Linked DNA regions of Gadus morhua: region 1 is linked to region 2. Evidence: chromatin contacts called from public Hi-C data. All regions are on one chromosome and are shown on one strand. Each heading gives the region's core, a stretch centred on a gene start, on an enhancer-like site or on the middle of the called end of the contact. The rest is flanking DNA. Distances are from core to core; before and after follow the strand shown.

What was found. Hi-C and Micro-C count contacts between places; a contact is called where the count stands out from the background.
Region 1: a Hi-C map of gonad shows a contact between it and region 2, with 5 times the contacts expected there. The contact joins the promoter of phactr4a here to the promoter of LOC115536321 in region 2. A contact is called at or near these places in 4 of 6 Hi-C or Micro-C datasets (blood, gill, gonad and 1 more).

Annotation. Positions count from the first base shown.
Region 1 is chr22:9,942,818-9,945,743 of gadMor3.0, reverse strand. It overlaps phactr4a (phosphatase and actin regulator 4a), which reads left to right and starts at 1,511. Exons shown (of 16, transcript XM_030348113.1): 1 at 1,511-1,839.
Region 2 is chr22:9,774,188-9,777,120 of gadMor3.0, reverse strand. LOC115536321 (terminal nucleotidyltransferase 5A) reads right to left here and starts at 1,357. Exons shown (of 2, transcript XM_075074176.1): 1 at 1,336-1,357. zdhhc18b (zDHHC palmitoyltransferase 18b) reads right to left here. Exons shown (of 9, transcript XM_030348130.1): 2 at 2,520-2,680; 3 at 1,633-1,782; 4 at 1,072-1,209; 5 at 695-746; 6 at 360-462.

The sequences.
Region 1 (2,926 bases), core at 262-2,761, 170 kb before region 2:
TAGTGGATGAAATGGCTTAGTTAGTGGTTGTGTTCCAATCCTACTATTTATAAACGTGAAGACATAGGCATGGCGAATCCAAATGTGGAAGTATTGTGTTCTTCGCGAAATACCACCCAAAGTTCTGAATATCAAACGTATTTATAGCTAGTCTTTTTTAAGACACAGATACTTCCTCCATTTGTTCACTGTTTTTCTAATTTGGTGTGGGTGCTGCCTGTAAGAGCCCAGGGTCATTTTATGCAAGGGTTCGTGATGGGGAATCAAGCATACAAGGATTGTACATTAGGTACAAACAAAAACAAGAAGAGGAACCTGAAATGGCAGGCGCAACTATAAGGATCGATAATTAGTAATTTATTCAAAGTTATGTCTTACTCCAAGTCAATGTTACAGATACCAAACTCATGAAATCCCTCGGGCCATCGCGGGTGACTGAGAGATTAGTTTTAGATTAATAAATGCTAGACAATCTTAGTGTGGGAATCGAGTGATGGGCGGACAGAGAGACCGTGTGACAGAATTTGAGAGAGAGAGAGAGAGAGAGAGAGAGAGAGAGAGAGAGAGAGAGAGAGAGAGAGAGAGAGAGAGAGAGAGAGAGAGAGAGAGAGAGAGAGAGAGAGAATAACAAAGTGAGAGTGACCCTTGTCTTGAACATAATTCCAGACCACTAAAGGTTCATGTGGAGGCTGGCTTTTGTGTGGCCTATTCCCCTTGATGCCATAATTACTCCTATGTAGAGCCGAATACTGCAGGGAATGTCAAAAAAACGGCTCCAGACTGGGAATTAATGTAGCTACCATTCGCACGCCAGCTCTTTCTTTTCTAAGAGGTCTGTTTACTTCAGATTGCTCCCCAAACAAAGGCACAAATACTTGTTCTGCCCTTGAGGAATTGAAAATGATTTTTTCTATCGGGAGCTGGCATCTATGCACATTTATCAAGCCCCAACCAAAGGGATTTGTTGTGTCTGCATTGCAATTAGGTTGGTCTATATTTATCTGATAAACATATTTCAAGCAGGTAATACAGAGATGAAACCATATTGTTTATCTGCTCTGGCAAGCTTGCACTTAATAAGGCAAAGGTGGGGCAACATAGAAGAACCAATTACCATAATAATTACGTGGAACTAATTTCTGAGAGCATTCGAAAGAAACACACACCCTCATTCACATGGCAACGCCAAATATTTACATCCACGGGAAACACATGGGCCATGAGAGAAATGTGTGCGCAGTAGCAATGCAGTTCAGCAGATAACCAGGAGAGGTCAGAGTATTCCATCACTTGTTTTGTGGTTTCTGAAAAATAAAATTTAAAATTAACGCAGATGTTTATGTAGGTAATAAAAATGACGTATCAATCCTATTTGATGTGTCATATGCTTTGCGCCTACCCTAACTAAATATAAATTAAAAGGGAAGGACGAGGTTGATAGGCTGGTAGTTTAACGCCTCGCACTTTAGGAAGGAGCCAGGTAAACGTGTTGTACACAACGGCGCATGCGCAGTTGTAATCTGCCTAATGCGGAATTAGCCGTTACACCTTTCATAACAAATACTGATTTTTCAAAAACTTTCCCTCGGTTCGTATATTGTAGGACGGGATTCAAATTATCGAACTTCATAACTTTTACGTTTTCAAAAGTTGAGCGGCTGAATTGAGGGCTAAAGGTGGTTAGCGGGGCTAGTTCCGCCTTCTGGGCCAGTGTTGGGTCGTGTGATTGGAGATCAGCGACTCGTCAAGTGTCACGTTAGGATCCACGTTAAGAGTTACAGACTAACCTTTGCTCCGTGTGTCCATGGGCTGGAGAGAACGTCATTTTCTTATTAAAGGGTGAGTACTGCCTATCCGAGTTGCTTATTTGTGTTATAAATATATATATATATACACACACACACAACCACCACTGTTTAGAAGTAGCCAAATAGGCTAACATAAGCTAACGCTACAATTTACTGGAATATCCACCTGTTGCTGGCGACTACATCAGGATTAACGCTATGCTCGAACGAATTCGACTATTTACGTTATCACAATTATGAAAGAAATAGGGTTATCATATAGCAGCCATCATCGTGGATGTTAGATACCCTGTCTTGTTGAAATTGGCAAGCTAACGCCAAACAAGTGATCTTGGACTACATAAGTTTATGATTTAAATCCTACTAGTTAAGCGTAAATGCACTTAGTCTCGACGTCGATGTTTATTGATAGGCGATATTCCCCGCATGTCGTTTGGACGACAGGCAGATATGTTACGCCTTTTTATTGCTTTTTTGTGGTTTTAATGAGCATTCGGTTGAATCAGTGGGCTCGTCTATTCATTGTGGGCCTGGTGAAAGACCTTCCAAACACTGTACCAGCAACTGTCATCCTATACTGCTATCCTACACTGCATCACATCACTCCATACAATCCTGTTTTAAGTACACGATACATCCCGCACGTTCTTTAGTCGCCTGATTTCAACCGCGCAAGCCTCTCCACACATTCCTGTACAGTCAGAGCAAGCCCTTCTACTTGTTTCAACAGGTACCTGTGTTTCTTCAGTACCTCATTATCCTAAGGTATTCTCATACGCCCCTGTACTGTCTCTGTAGGGTGTTTTGCTTTACTCCTGGACAACATAGAAAGGGAAAAGCCGTAAAGACATTTGAAATTGTTTTTAAATTTTATGGAGTAATCGGCTCATGACCTTGTACGTCAGCGCACTATTACAACTTGCTATAACATTGAAACTTGCTATAACATTTCCACAACAAATAAACAGGCGTATTTTTTGTTTAAATTATAAAATATGTACATATCCATTTGTAAAATCGCGGTAACCCCTGCGGATGAACTTTAGCCTTTATAATATAGCATCCATCTGAATAGATTATCAAGTAGGCTACTCTTCACTTTGTGTTGTACAAATCAG
Region 2 (2,933 bases), core at 108-2,607:
GATACATATGCAGCGGCTGAACAGAGAATGGCAAGGCTCCCTTCATACACAGCTATTACTGCAAGAAGACCATGGCCAGGGGGAAACAGTGCTTATGCATCCCAGTGTGTTCATTTAGCAAACACATATTAACCAGTAACATTAATGGCAAGCCTTGTAATGGAAAACATATTATGGAATACACAAAGCGATGGCTGTTTAATGTTATTTAATATTAACAAGCCTTTTAGAATAAAATATTAATCTCCAGTACCATACCCCAGTTTGAACAACACTTTTTAGAGCCTAGTTCTTTGAATGTTATACCTTTAAAACAAATAAAGTAAAACAATGAATGGTGGAGTGACCCAGACACTCACGTCTTCGTTGGTGGTCAGATTGGAAGCAACCAGGTAGGTATGGAAGCCCGAGAGGCCCAGGATGGACCAGACGGAGAAGAAGCAGATGACCAGCTCCACCGCAGTGCAGACACGTTAAGGCCACACACAGCACTTCACAAGACACACAGTATGCATTATCTTGACGCATTCACATGCAAGTTTCAGACTCTTGCTAACAACAGCTTTTCAGGACTATGAATGATTTATTTTTTTTACAGACAGAGGAGGAAGTTAGAAAGTGAACAATGTATATATAGATGATGATGAAATGCTGGTTAAGGGAATTCGAAGAAAGCCTCTGGCTGAAAGGATATCTGCCAGGACTCTCCTGCAGTGCGAACACCAGGCCTTTTCCATCTTGAGCCCCTTAAGCCAGAGAGACAAAACACACATAGGTCCATACATCATGAGACCTGTAAACACTGCTTAGGAACTGAAAACGAATCAGAATAAAAGACGACTTTTAAAAGTTTGTTTTGCCTTATTTGCCTGAGCTAGCAACCCAATTGAGCACCTGAATAATAATCCCTTCGTGTTCACTTGCTGATACATTTGTTATGGTAAACTGCTTAGCACGAGCGTGAGGATTTTGTGGAGCGGTCTTACCGGGCCTGTTTTTGCAGCACAGCTACAGTGTAGTAATTCCATGCAGAAGGAGAGGGAGGGGGGGGGGGGGGGGGGGGGGGCTTACTCAGTGCAAGGTGGGTGGTCACGCAGCCGAAGATGAAGGCTGTCAGGAACGAGAGCGACACGATGAAGGTGTAGAAGAAGCGGTAGTTGCGCTTGCCGACGCAGTTGCCCACCCAGGGGCAGTGGTGGTCGAAGCGCTCTGGCAGGGGGAACGGGCTCAGGTTAGGGGACACAAGTCTGAACTCCACAACGCCAGAGATAAATCAGCAATAAACATTGTTTTTACTTTAGGTATTGAACCATTCTTATAATTAGAAGTAATAGCAGTAGTAGAAGTAGTAGTAGTATATTAATAATATTATTATTATTTATATAGCACCTTTTAATACAGGAAAAGGTGGGTGTTTGGTAAAAGTGCAAAGAATTATAATGTCCCTGGTTATATGAACAGTAGAAAAAAAACACTAGAGTCCGTCTCCATTCAACGCCCGCTCAATGTGGCACCCAGTCTTTACAGAGGCTGGTGGCGTGGGGGGGCGTCTCTCATTACCACCACCACCGGCATGCACCGGGTTACGTGAGTTAATGATCCGGGCGGTTAAATGTCAGCCGTCACACCCACCTACGCAGTTGTCACACAGACTGCAGTGGGAGGTGCGCGGGGGCCGGAACATCTTGCAGGTGAAGCAGTACTTGAGCTTCACCGCCTGCTGGTTGATGAGCACCTCCCTGGTGCGCGGCGGCGGGCGGTAGGTGGTGTTGCCGGCGTCGTCTGCACCCGAGACAGAGAGAAGGGGTGAGAGAGAGAGGGAAGGGGAGAGAGAGAGAGAGAGAGAGAGAGAAGGGGTGAGAGCGAGAGAGAGAGAAGGGGTGAGAGAGAGAGAGAAGGGGTGAGAGAGAGAGAGAAGGGGTGAGAGAGAGAGAGAAGGGGTGAGAGAGAGAGAGAGAAGGGGTGAGAGCGAGAGAGAGAGAAGGGGTGAGAGAGAGAGAGAAGGGGTGAGAGAGAGAGAGAAGGGGTGAGAGAGAGAAAGAGAGAAGGGATGAGAGAGAGAAAGAGAGAAGGGGTGAGAGCAAGAGAGAAGGGGTGAGAGAGAGAGAGAGAGAGAGAGAGAAGGGGTGAGAGCTAGAGAGAATGGGGTGAGAGAGAGAGAGAGAAGGGGTGAGAGAGAGAGAGAGAGAGAGAAGGGGTGAGAGAGAGAGAGAGAGAGAGAAGGGTAGAGAGAAGGGTAGAGCAAGAGCAAGAGAGCGAGAGCGAGAGCGAGAGGTATAACAGTGACTAGAAATATAATTGGCTATATCGATGAGGGAAGTGTGACTGTCCCATTTAGGTCAATAGTGACCACGTTTCTTTTTTTTTTTTTTGTTGGCGTTGTTTAAAAAGTGACAGGCAAGGTGTTTGTTTATTTTGGACAACTATGGAGAGACATTATTAGACATTTAGCGAGGCATCCTAACTCGTCATCACTTAAACAAAAAGTGCCTGGGGTTGTTTGGCCGGGCCTGACTTACCGATCTGCTTCTCCACATCAGCAGCTTCGTCAGGGGTGGCTCTGGGCAGGATGCCGGGGTCGCTGAAGCTGGTCTGCACCAGTGTGATGACCACGAACACAAACAGGGCTCCACCAATCACAGGGATGCACACGGTCAGGTGCTGGACCAGGAAGGGGCAACTGGAGAGGAAACACAACCGTGGACAAAACTGAGTTCCACTTACAAACGCGGAAATAATTACATTTGTATTTAAAAGGGTGAAACTAGAGCTCTGTCAATGTAGCAATTCAGATTTTCAATGCTTTTCTTTGACTTTGAAGGACAAGAAGGGTTGTTTATATACTAGATCCTCAAGTTTAATTTGATATGTAAAATTGTAGTAGCTATTAGACCTTATTTCATTACAACGATGGACTACATGCACCTAATTCA